4 separate regions of the Danio rerio genome follow, and regions 2, 3 and 4 are each linked to region 1. The links are chromatin contacts, called in public HiChIP or PLAC-seq and Micro-C maps. All regions are on one chromosome and are shown on one strand. Each heading gives the region's core, a stretch centred on a gene start, on an enhancer-like site or on the middle of the called end of the contact. The rest is flanking DNA. Distances are from core to core; before and after follow the strand shown. Region 1 holds the start of jag2b (jagged canonical Notch ligand 2b). Region 2 has its middle 26 kb from the start of nudt14. Region 3 has its middle 72 kb from the start of esr2a. Region 4 has its middle 46 kb from the start of esr2a.

The links. A called contact is a pair of places that touch in the nucleus more often than the background predicts. HiChIP or PLAC-seq counts read pairs in DNA pulled down with a chosen protein or histone mark.
Region 2: a Micro-C map of caudal fin shows a contact between it and region 1, with 9 times the contacts expected there. The contact joins the enhancer-like site here to the promoter of jag2b in region 1. A contact is called at or near these places in 5 of 18 Hi-C or Micro-C datasets (caudal fin, embryo, hematopoietic stem cells and 1 more) and 2 of 4 datasets of contacts at active chromatin or transcription factors (caudal fin and embryo).
Region 3: an H3K4me3 HiChIP or PLAC-seq map of embryo shows a contact between it and region 1, with 6 times the contacts expected there. The contact joins the enhancer-like site here to the promoter of jag2b in region 1. A contact is called at or near these places in 6 of 18 Hi-C or Micro-C datasets (caudal fin, embryo, hematopoietic stem cells and 1 more) and 3 of 4 datasets of contacts at active chromatin or transcription factors (caudal fin, embryo and gastrula embryo).
Region 4: a Micro-C map of caudal fin shows a contact between it and region 1, with 11 times the contacts expected there. The contact joins the enhancer-like site here to the promoter of jag2b in region 1. A contact is called at or near these places in 2 of 18 Hi-C or Micro-C datasets (caudal fin and an unstated tissue) and 3 of 4 datasets of contacts at active chromatin or transcription factors (caudal fin, embryo and gastrula embryo).

The regions. Positions count from the first base shown.
Region 1 is chr20:23,934,891-23,937,999 of GRCz12tu, forward strand. It overlaps jag2b (jagged canonical Notch ligand 2b), which reads left to right and starts at 1,445. Exons shown (of 26, transcript NM_131862.1): 1 at 1,445-1,660; 2 at 2,118-2,438. The coding sequence starts at 1,592.
Region 2 is chr20:23,786,284-23,789,567 of GRCz12tu, forward strand. No RefSeq gene overlaps it. Among named protein-coding and RNA genes, the nearest start is that of nudt14, 26 kb to the right of the region's middle. Within about 2 kb of position 1,973, at least 6 of the 62 cell types and tissues checked have an H3K27ac peak or open chromatin away from gene starts, as enhancers often do. A contact at or near this core is called in caudal fin, where this site is marked.
Region 3 is chr20:24,067,238-24,070,502 of GRCz12tu, forward strand. No RefSeq gene overlaps it. Among named protein-coding and RNA genes, the nearest start is that of esr2a, 72 kb to the right of the region's middle. Within about 2 kb of position 1,519, at least 16 of the 62 cell types and tissues checked have an H3K27ac peak or open chromatin away from gene starts, as enhancers often do.
Region 4 is chr20:24,092,564-24,095,839 of GRCz12tu, forward strand. No RefSeq gene overlaps it. Among named protein-coding and RNA genes, the nearest start is that of esr2a, 46 kb to the right of the region's middle. Within about 2 kb of position 1,263, at least 9 of the 62 cell types and tissues checked have an H3K27ac peak or open chromatin away from gene starts, as enhancers often do. A contact at or near this core is called in caudal fin, where this site is marked.

The DNA of each region.
Region 1 (3,109 bases), core at 195-2,694:
TGATGCCTGTCATAGGCAACATCATGTCTATAAGGAGAAAAAAACAGGTGCGCTTGAGCATTCTGTCCTTTTATAGTTGCAGCTTGTGACATCATGCTTTTGTTTTATGTACTGTAGGTGTCATTGGTTCATGTTGAATTCATATTCAGACACACTTTGTAAGTGTACTGGAACATTCTTTATTAAAGTACATTCAGTCTGCTTTATGGCTTGCTCCATGGTTTGCATGGCAGTGTACCAGTTTATTCCACAGTGAACCACAGCAACAGAGCAATCTCATCAGAGTTTGTTTTACTCTAACCAAATCGGATATAAATTAATATTTATACCAGTAAAGAATACACTTTTCTGACACTCAGTTCAGGACTTGAGGCTTTTATTAACAAGATTCTGATATAAATAAAGTGTAAGAAAGAGAGACAGAAAGAAAAAAAAGTGCGTTGTTGGGGTACAATCGAGGACAAGCAGGTCTAGCTGGTCTACCAGCCTAGCCAAGCTGATGTTCAGCTGGTTTAGCTGGTTGGCAACCAAATGGAAAATGCCCAAAATGCATGTAAAACCAGCCCAAGATGTATTTAGATTTGTTTTAGATACTTGATTGGTTTTCAGATGTTTTATTAGACTATTTTGAACATTTCCAGCAAGATTGAGAACTACTACATTGGATGCTAAGGTAATAGGAACTTATATAAATTAATTAGATGTTGAGATTTTGCTTGTAAATGTTTTTCAAAGTTTGTCTTCATCTTGTTAGGATGTCTCTTTCGAGGTCAATGCGAGGATGTACAGTAGAGGGCGCTCTCACCTGTGGCAAATCACACTAGCAGGCTGAGCACGCATCAGGACATCAGCGGGGATATACAGCTTTTTTGAGGTTTTCAAGGCTAATTTTCTTGGTTTTGTGGTTTCCACATATAATGCCAATTTTAAATGACAATTTAAAGCACTTCCATTCATAAAGCAATTTCATTCTTGTTTACCATAGTTGCTATTGTTTTAATAAATGTGCCACAATGGTACAGTAAACAAATGAAACAAATGAACAAACGTTAACATAGTGTCTATTAAAATGTAAGAAAATATTCTTGAGAATATATACACATTTCTAGTCAACATGTGGGCACTTTAAATGCGACATCTCTGTTATATTTGTAGTCTGGTCATCACTGTGTGTTTAGAAATCATTAACGTGATAAAAATACTAATTCTGCAAATTACGCATTACAAATATCCAAATTCCTGACAGAAAAGAAAGCACGCTGTTTAATTGCTCGTTGTGAAACAGAGGGAATAGAGCTCGTAAGTTTTTTGGCCAGGCTCCGCCCCCGAGTGGCGATTGGCCAACCGCATCAGCAGGGGGGATACTGATTGGCCCTTCCAGCTGTCAATCACGCGAGATCTCCTCAGGCGTGTGGTAGCCGTGAAACATATCATTTGCCGTGAAGTGATCAGACCGAGGGAGAGATCAGCACAGACCATCACCGCGCAAACACACCACGCTCGTGAATTTTTGCATGTCAGGAACGGAGGATCCTGTCGCCGGTCATCGGCCGTTTTCCATCTTGCGTTTATAACACATCAAATCGGCGGCATGTGGAATTGTATCAGGATTAGGAATTGGCTCCCAATCGCGTGCCTGCTGTTAACGATGTGGACGAAGGTGAGAGCTCTGATTGTTATTAGTGTTGCAGATCGATTTAATTGCCGTAGCACTGATCAGGAGGCAAAAGTTGATGGGTGTGGGCAGACGATTTCAACCGTTTCTGCTTAAAGTGATCGATATTTGAATTACGCAGCCACATGTGCGCGTGCATTTGGAAATGTCAGATGTAAGAAATGTTAACTTGAAACACGATTCCTCATTAAAAGCACGGGTGGATCAGTTTTATAGGATATTGTATGAAATAAAGCCGATTTTCTCATCTCATCCGCATAACAGGTTTGCAAAATTGTAGACTGATTCTCTGGAGACTTGAATGCACAAGCGCACGCGACACATTCCCTCAAATTAACATTAGCACAGATTTATCTGCATTTCTGTAATGCACAATCAGCATTATGATTGCTCTGTTTGTTTGTTTATTTATTTGTCTTTCTGTTTTTCAATGTATTTTTAGGTGTCCCAGTCCTCTGGCTATTTTGAGCTGCAGCTGATTGCTGTAGAAAATGTAAACGGTGAGTTGTGGGACGGGGAATGTTGCGACAGCACGCGGAACTCTCAAGACCAGCGCTGCGTGCGGGACGAGTGCGATACTTACTTTAAAGTGTGTCTGAAGGAGTACCAGTCTGAAGTCACCACCACTGGACAGTGCACCTTCGGCTCTGGATCTACCGACGTTCTTGGTGGAAATATAATTTCTTTTAAGACCGCAAAAAACAGCCCCAGCAAAACGAGCGACGTGGGAAAGATCATCATCCCTTTTCACTTCGCCTGGCCGGTGAGTCCTCGTCTTCTCCATGGGCTGTAATAAAAAAACGCGCCGCGGTGAGCTGTCACTGCTCGGAAGTTGAGTGCACTATATTGTTAGGGTGATGACAGGGTCTCTATTTTAATCGTGGGGCGTGTAGGCTGCTGTCTTTTAACGATTTTCTGTTATTTCTGTGACTGCTTCATCTGTAGGGCACTCACTTTGCTCTGCGTGTTTGAAACGGGCTGCTTGAAGGTGCATTTAAGGTGACACGCACCTCTTAAAGAGATAGCTCACTGTTGAATGGAAATTCTGCTACTTGGTCACCTTGTTTCCCACCTGTGTTGGTTATTTATTTTAGAAACACGAAGTAATTAGATAATATTGTTATTTACTCGAAGAAATATTGATTGAAAGTGAATGGTGACTTAAGTCTGTCATCCTGTCAAGCGGAAGCTTTAAAAGATACTTTCTAACAGAATAGTTTGTTTTAATTGGCTGTGTTACAAATCTGCTTAGTTGTACATCTTGTTTTGGTAGCATAAGAGAATATACAAGGCGGTTTAGGTAGACTGATTTTAATTTTGTTTCTGTTGACTTCTCATTATCAAGGTGCCAATCTTTCTCAAGTAGTGTACTAGCTATTCAAATGTGACGCGCTATCCGTACTCATGGCGCTGCTTGGTCTTTATGATTTTGTT
Region 2 (3,284 bases), core at 723-3,222, 150 kb before region 1:
GGAGCATGATTAGTGTTTGCTTTTAGAGCTATCCTTTTTTGTATAATTACTTTGTATCTATACTGGGATTTTCATAATAAGGTTAGTGGGAAAATTAGGGGAAATCATTGATGTTGAACAAATTTGTATTTTCTGTACTGGAAATGTATTAGAAAAATGTAAACAGATATTCAATTAATAACATTTGCATGAAATTGTTTGAATAATTTGTGATCATACAGGGACAACACAAATGGTATTTTCCATGGTTATAATATTGCACTCTTTTTCTTACACAGTTTAAATGTATTAAAATAGATCATCTGCTCTAATATTTGAATCCTTATAAAGCATTCAGGTTCGTTTTGACCTGGAAGAGATAGATGATAATTTATTAAAAAAAAAAAAAAACAAACAAACAAAGCATAGATTTTTTAGCAAACAGCATAAACTTTATAAATAAGACTCTAAATGCATCAATTATCTTTTTAAATTTATGGTATTGACAGACTGACATGATTTTAGGTGTATAATCTTTTAGAAAATTGTAAAATGATATATGAAGGTATTTCAGTATCAAAAAAACACACCTTTTCGACTGAAATTTGTTCATACACGTGCTGACCCATGTACACTGACACACACCATTGACTCACTTTTCTTTAAAATGAATGTTTAAGCAAATAAACTATTTATTTATTCATTGCTTTTCTTTGTGATCGTTGATTGGATATTATTTTGTTAGATGCCAATATATTTTATAATAAATTTAAAAAGAATTCATTAGATCTCATCTATAACAATTGGGTTAAAACTGGTAATTCTCAGATTATATGTTTTTTCTTTCTAAATTTCATAAAATTGTATAATCAATTTTCTTATCAGTATCGAAAATAAAAACACAAATTCACAGAATTTTTAGTAAAACTATCAATATTTGCATGTAAATATTAGGCATGCTTGCAGCTGCCAAAATTCAGCATATCAAAAAGATTTCTGAAGGGTCATGTGACACTGAAGACTGCGGTAATGATGCAGAAAACACATTAAAACAGAAAACAGCTCATTTATTTGCCAATATCTATGGTCTATTTTTTGACTTGAGAATATGAAATATATTTCAAAGGCTTATTTAATTTTAAAAATATATATATTTTGAACTGGTGGTTTTCATTATACACTGTAAAATAAAATCTGTTTATTTACAATTTTCCATAGCTTGTGATTCATGGGTATTGCTGTTTTTATGCTTTTAAATTGCATCATAGGACCTTGATCTCTCCTCTGACAATTTTTAAAATTGAAGTTAAGCACAGTGACTTTTGTGACCATTTTTAGACTGAAACAATGCATAAAATAAAAAGAATATTAGCAGAAAAAGAACAGGCAGCATATTAACCCATCAATCGGTCACTATACCATTATTACCATGACCAACGCAGACAATATATCACTCCAAACTAATAAAAATGTCATTATATTTATTTTAATAGAGCAGAGATCAAGGTCCCATAATGCATTTAAAAAGCCTAAAAATATTAAAAATAACATGAAACCAGTTATGGGCCACCGTGATTGTTTTTAAAACAGCATAAACATTCCTTAAATCATGTGTTTCTCAGAAAAACACAGTGTTTTGCAGAGGTCATGGTGGTTTCTCATTTCCCCTTGCACTACTCCTTCAATAGAAAACTAATGCCATTCCCATATACAGTACAGTACCAGTCGAAAGGCCTATTTGAAGTGGAGTCGCCTTCCTCCCAGGAGAGCTTCGATTCCACTGATTCTGACACTGAAGCACCACATACCCCATAGTTCATTTCACCTATTTCTTTTTTTCTTCCCTCTTTATACTTAATTGCCTCCCCTGATGACAACAATCTCTTATATCAGCGCATTGTACTTTGGGAAGATAGTGTTACAGCACGGATCATATTTCTGCACAATTATACCGTCCTCCTACTCTCTCTCAAGGATCCGTTGGCTTTACTGGAAACGTCGTTCGGCTTCACTCTCGGCTCCTCCAAGCATGACGGTGTATGATAAGTGGGCCTTAAGCCGTCAGATGACAGGACGTGTTTAGGCTTTGCCCAAGCAGTCTGTATTGAATAATGATTATGCCTAGAATGGCGAATGGAGGAGAATGTGGCTTGCTAGTGCCATTGTTTTGGGGTTGTTTGGAGGAGGCTTGCAGCTGGTTTATCCGTGAGGAGAAGCGCAGGCGTAGGCGGCTGATGATGGGATGTGTTTCCTCATGTCAGGAGCAGGAGGAGGTGCACGGTTCGCCGTCGAGCGGAACTCTTTTTCAGTGGGGATTAGTTAAAGGGAGCAAACAGGCCTACTACTGCGGCACATTCCGAGAACTGTTATTATTTTAGTTCGCAATGGAGATGTGGAATAATCATTAACAAACCTATGTGTCAGCCAATACATGGAGGCGGAAAAAGGCTGTTGATGAAGGTTATTTCAGGTCTACGATGAAAATCCTGGTTATGTGGAGGGGGCTGTCAAATGTTAGGACCACTGTACGGTATATAATGAACCCCTTTTAAAAAAGTTATTTTTCATCCTCGTATATGCATTCTAAATGTGCATTGTTTTATAAAATGTAATATATTATTTATATTCCATATACTCACTCTTACTTGCTATTCTTGGCCCTGATTAATCCAGCCTGATCTCATGAGGAAACGTAAGTATTTTATGTTTTGTCAGTTTAGTGGCTAATTCATATGAATTCTTAAGAATGAGTTCAGACGTATGATTTTAAAAAGGAGGCGTGGCTAGAACTGGGTGGTAAAATCGGTATTGATATTGATTGACTGAACACTATTGTCGATATCGATTAAAAAAGATTGGGTATGTAGTTTCAGTATGAAATGCTATAGTTTAATTAAAATGTGGCTGCTGAGAGTGCGCCTTGTAAGCAATGCCAGTAAGCTTAGGGTGTAAGTTTGTCATTTCCAATGGAGGCGCGCGACTTGAATGACGTACGTATGGGAGCAATGTGCACATGTTGTGCAAGTGACGCACACATGACGCTAGTTGAAAAACATCTGAACATTTTCGAATGCCACGAATGCACAGCGACTCATGCAAGTAGAACTAACCAATCTGCTTGACACTTTGTATGGTATGTACACATTTCAGCAATAACGGCAGACAAACACAGCACATCCAAACACTACAGTGCTTTTTACTTTTCGTTTTAAACTTGCATTGGAGCGGTAGCAATGGTTTCTCCATTTATCATCCTCTGAGTAAAACGCTTGAAGGTCGCCTATTTACGAGAGACGCCAGGGGAG
Region 3 (3,265 bases), core at 269-2,768, 130 kb after region 1:
TCTAAAATGAATTCTTCTTCTTCTTTTTCTTCTTCTTCTTATTATTATTCATTCATTCATTCATTTTCTTGTCAGCTTAGTCCCTTTATTAATCCAGGGTCGCCACAGCGGAATGAACTGCCAACTTATCCAGCAAGTTTTTACGCAGCGGATGCCCTTCCAGCCGCAACCCATCTCTGGGAAACATCCACACACACATTCACACACACACACTACGGACAAATTAGCCTACCCAATTCACCTGTACTGCATGTCTTTGGACTGTGGGGGAAACTGGAGCACCTGGAGGAAATCCACGCGAAGGCAGGGAGAACATGCAAACTCCACACAGAAACGCCAACTAAGCCAAGGTTCGAACCAGCGACCCAGTGACCTTCTTGCTGTGAGGCTACAGCACTACCTACTGCGCCACTGCCTTGCCATATAATTATTTTACATTGTAATAATAATTTCATTTGACTACATACAATAAGTAATAAGTTAAATTGTCCGTAGTGTATGTGTGTGAATGCAAGAGTGTATGGGTGTTTTCCAGTGTTGGGTTGCGATTGAAAGAGCATTCGCTGCGTTAAAACATATGCTGGATTCAATGCAGTTGATTCCAATGTGACGACCCCAGATTAATAAAGGGACTAGGTTGAAAAAAATAAAAATAAACAATAAGTAATAAATAAATATTTATTAAATATTTAACAATGAAAAAAATGACATTAAATAAATGCCGCCTTTGATAAACAGAATGATTTTATTTAAATTATAAATACAATTAATAATAAAAAAATATTGACCCCAAACTTTTGATCGGTTGTGTATATCAACTTATTTTTTATTGTGACTCTAAATAAGCTGGATTTACTCAATATGCATTATGAGAATTATTTTATTGTTTTATTGTTGTTGAAATGGTCTAAAACATTTCATCACATTTTCATATAAAATAATGTCATTTAGAGCATTTCTCTGAGAAAAATTACATTTTCCCAAATAACAAAAGTTGTGATCAGGGTTATTCCACCAAATATTAATTTTTTTAATTCTTCTGAAGTAAAAACATTGGCATTTTTTGTGTGTAAATTTGAATATAAACATATCTGAAAGCATGGCACCTTTTTGACATTTTACAAAAAAATAATAATAAATTATTTTTATAATAAATTAGAGAAATGTCATCAGTAGTTCACAGAATAAAACAAAAAAATACATTTTACTCCAACACATAAAGATCTATAAATTGTAAATCAGAGGAATTTTCAAGTGCTCTCTTAATTTTCTTTCCATATATGTTCCACTGACTGATTTCTACATGCTCTTTTGAGCAGGACAGGTGGACAATAAGACCAAATTGACCTTGAGCCATGCTGTTATAAGAACCACCAATACAGAAGTTTGTGAAAAGGAGGGAATGCATGTATATGGCCCGCACTGTCCCACAGTGACCTCATGGGGTGACGTGTGACCTCTCCCGCTGCCCAGATCCTCAGAGACGCACCGTTGAAGTGTAACGGCACATAGAGCCCAGCCTGAACTCTGACCCCTGCCTCCCCAGGAGCCTTGGCTCTGTCGGAGACGATTCAAATCACAGGGACTGTGGCTATCAATCAAACACGGGGACCGGAGCTCAACCGAAGAATATGTCAAGAAGCCATTTTAACATGTCAGGTTGTAGGCCGGCGCAAGCATATGGCCCATTTACTCCTGATGATAGACATGGAACACATCTGTTTGTTCAACGCAGCGAGACACGTCCCGTAAGATCTGAAAGAAGTCTTGAATAAGCCCAAGCCTACGCCTCGAGGGACGGGTTTCTTAACTGGGGGAAGGGGTGATTCTGTTCAGCCTTATAAAGCTTTCATGAAAAACCCCCAAGAACAGAGGGTCACGCTATTGATTGAACCTGCGAGAGGAAGCAGTTGTGACCTATAATTCTTACCAAGAGCATGACACCGAGCTCAAAGGGTACATGTATACGCTGTTGACTTCCCTGTGAAATGTAGATGGGCAGCTGGGATAGCGGAGACGTAACGGTGATCCCTGCGTCACGTCTGGGACGGTTGGAATGTTTTTTCAAAATGGAGTTGTATTTGTCCATCTTGGTCTATTTAAATCCTCTATGTGTGTTTGACGGCATGTACGCATGCTTTAGGGTTTCTGAATGGTTTGTCTGACAGTTAATGTTGATGTCAGATTCTTGAAATCCTCTTGCACGCCTCTGTGGTGTCAGTGAATCGATCTTTTAATGTGTTTTGCATGGCTATAAATGTTCACGTTAAAGGGTTCTCCCATAAACGAACATTTACACCACTTACCTTTACACACTTGTTTGAATTATTTTTTTCTGTTGACCACAAAATATATTTTGAAGAATGTTTGCACATCTATTGTAGGAATTAAAAGGGGTAACACTTTATTTTGATGGTCCATTTAAGTATTATTAGATTGTCTGCTTAATATCTGCTGATACTGCTCCTTCAACAGACATGTAACTGACGATAAGAAACTTTGCAAGTACATGTCAACTTACACTAACCTTAACCATAACCCCAACCTAACAACAGTCTACTTATAATCTAATGAGAATTAGTTGGCATGTAGATGCATTGTAACTTACATTCATCAAACAAATAAAGTGTGATCATTCAAAATGATCTATGTCATCAATAAGTTTTGTAGGAATATGATTGGCTACGAGTTTCAATCAGTCTTGAGAATAAAAGAATAACAACTATTTTAAAATAACATAATTTCAAAGTGGTTTGGATATGATTCTAAATTTATCAAAAGTAGCTCTCAGTGTAGAGTAAACACTAGGAAGTGAAAATGAAACTGGCCGCACATCATTTAAATGATCATAATGCATTTTATGGTTATGATTATGACAAGCATTTGATATATTTTTTCTTTCATAGCGAACACAAAGTGTTGTGCATGAAAATTAATGTTTTACAGTGTCAGCTACTAATAATGTTGAATATAATACAAGAAGAAATCTGAGAATGACAAATGTCTGATTTTACCAGTGAAAACAAATGGTCTAATAATGCTGTCAATGACAAATGACCAGCATAAGTCTCAAACTTTTTATTTATTATTTTTTAATTATAATAAATCAATTTTATAATAATGAATAGTTGTATTATGATTTAAAATCATTTACTGTGATTTAACAAACAGGACATTTTAAAAGTCTGTTTAAGTCCACCATAATGACTGTACAAAATTTAGCATTTTAAGCAACAGTAGAGCTACACATAGGCCTAATAATACT
Region 4 (3,276 bases), core at 13-2,512, 160 kb after region 1:
TATCAACGTTTCATGCTGGTGATGGTGGTGTAATAGTGTGTGGATATTTTATTGCCACACTTTGGGCCCAATATTACTAATTGAGCATCAACATGCCAACGCCACAGCCTACCTGAGTAGTTTTGCTGACCATGTCTATCCCTTTATGACCATAGTATACCCATCTTCTGAAGGCTACCTCCAGCAGGATAACGTGCTGTTATAAAGCGCATATCATTTTGAACTTTTTGGACATGACAATGAGTTCACTGTACTCAAATGGCTTTCACAGTCACCAGATCTCAATCCAATAGAGCACCTTTGGGATGTGGTGAAACGGGAGATTCACATCAGGGATGTGCAACCGACAAATCTGCAGCAATTGCGTTATGCTTTCCTGTCAATATGGCCCAAAATCTCGGAGGAATATTTCCAGTGCCTTGTTAAGTCTATGCCACAAAGGATAAGGGCAGTTCTGAAGAAAAAAGTAGGACCAACCCTGTACTAGTAATGTGTACCTAATAAAGTGGCCAGTAAGTGCAAATTGTCCTGATCATATAATTTTTTTTTGCAGTGTGATAACAGATATTAAATAACTAATGTTAATATACTGAGGTTTATTGAAAAGTTTATTTTTTTTGGTTAATGTTAAAATTAAAGTAATTAAAATTAATAAATGCCTTCAAAGTATCCAAATTGTCATGATTAGTTCATGTTAGCTATAGTAATTAAGTAATGTTAACAAACTTTAATATTATCGTAAAGTGTGACCAATATTTTAACAAGTTTTTCAGTGGTTTTTGACTCAAACTGTATGACCATAGTGGAGTTTTAAACCTTCATTAACCTTCACTATTTAAACGAAAAATGACCCCAAAAGAAATATTGTCATTTGTGTGTCACTTATTTTCATTTTTGTATGAACTCAAAGTGTTTCATGAAATTTTTATAGCACTGATGGAGCCAGACTACAGCGCCAATGGCTGCTATACCACTGTATATATAGACAGATAGTCATACCACAGCAAAAGAAGCACTTAAACTCCAGATTTACCACCATGTGCTTCTTATTAAGCCTCAGAAACTGTGGTGCCACTCAGTTAAAAGCCCAGCCAATTGTGTTTGCTTTCTTCAAGTAAATGTTAGTCATGTCAAGGTAGAGAGTAAAGCGATCAGAAGGCAAGCCTGAGCCTCAAGGCCTGTGGTTTAGTAGATGACGGTGAGGGCGCAGCGGCTGCGGTGTAGCTGACGCGTGCCGGTCCTGTGCAGGGCGTGTAGGCATTGTGTTGGCACACCCTCTGTCTCTCTCTCATTCTCTCTCTCTCTCACGTCAGCCTGGCCTGTCTCTACAGGAGCCAGAAAACACCCGATGGCTCCATTTGAGTCTCCATTCACTCAGCAAATACAGTACAGTTCTGTATGCCCTCGGGTGGAGAAAACATGCCTACCTGCTACTGCTTTACTCATAACTGATAAGATGTGGAGGAAACATTATGTGTGTGTGGTATCAAATTAGCTTAATCTACCATATAACATATACTCATTTTGTTTTTTGAAAGAAGTTTCTTCTGCTCATCAAGGCACAATTTATTACATAAAAATATATACATTTTTGAATATTATTTGAGTTCACAATAACTTTATTATATTATGTTTTCTATTTTAATATAGTTTATGATGCAAATTTCAACATCACTACTTTAGTCTTATGCATCATGTAATGCTTTAGTAATTAGTCAGTTTTTATTTTGTTGCTCAGTTCATTTCTTATGATTATCAATGTTAAAAATGGTTGTGGTGCTTTATATATTTATGGAAACCATCATACAATTAGGCATGGGACAATAACCGTTTTCAAGGTATACCGCGGTTTGGAAAAGTCAAAATTTTAAAAACATCGAAATTTTCTGCAAAACCATTTATAAGGTATGTTTACGATTTTTTATTTACGTTTTTTTATTTTATTTCGTTTTTTAGGACAACAGTATCTCCAGCAGAAAAAAAAATATCCAAAAAATGCCGTTTTAAATTGAAATAAAAATCTGTTTTTAAAAACTAATAAAGACAGCAGAAGTCAATAATTCAATAAGTCAATAAGGTTTACTGTTCCAAAATATTTTAAATGTTTCTCAAAATAAAATACATTGTGTTTAAAGCGGAAAAAAGTTTTAGCTTTTTTACCCAGATATTTAAAAAGAGCATTATTAGAGCAGTAATCGCAATACCTTAAAACCGTGATAATTTTTATCCAAGGTTATACCGTCAGAATCTTATACCGGCCCATGCCTACATACAATACCTTTTAAAAATATGATTCAAAAAATGGGTTCAAAAGGGCAATTAAAGAAATAATTTATTTTTTAAGGCCTCAAATCAAAGTGACAGTAAAGATATCTATGTGGCAACTCATGAAATATTTTATTTCAAATGAATGCTGTTGTTTTTAAATTTCTGTTTCAAAGACTGTATAATGGTTTTAGTCACAGATGTCAGTCATTTACGACTAAGCAACTGTAATAATTAATTGTAACAGAGCAGAAAATCACTGATAAAAATTATTTATGAAGGATCATGTGCTGAAAATTCTAATTTAAATCACCTAAAATAAATACTATTTTAAAATGTGTGAGGAAAAACGGTGACACTTTATTTTGATGGTCGTTTGTTGAATTTAAGTTACATTACATTTACATGCCTGCTAATCTCATTAGATTAGTAGTAGAATGTTAGGTTAGGGTTAGGGTTAGTGTTAGTTGACATGTACTTGCAAAGTTTCTTATAGTCAGTTAAATGTCTGCTAAAGGAGCAGTATCAGCAGATATTAAGCAGACAGTCTAATAATACTCAAATGGACCATCAAGATAAAGTGAGCAGAAAAATATAAAGAATTTCACTACTAAAATAAAATGTACTATGTTACTTTTTTGATGTATTTCTGTTGAAACAAGCATTTTTTAAAAACACAATCTGTATGATCTCAAACTTTGTAGGTTATATAGTGTAGGATAATTAGCATAATAGTTTAATCATATTTAGTGTAAGGGGTGTGGTTGATTAAATGTCTGGTTTCTTCTCACATTTATTTGCTAAGAGCTTTTCATGAAGTTGCTCCCTAAGGAAGCATGTCCCAGATTTGAAAGTAAACTAGTTGGAAGAGACACTGTTGGTGAACAGAGCCATTTGTTGTGTGTTGATGCCCTCTTCAGTTCATGCAGAGATTGCAGATCAATATCATAATCTTTTTTAGCATTGAAGTCAAATGTGTTCCTGGACCACAAAGCCAGTCTTACAGTATGT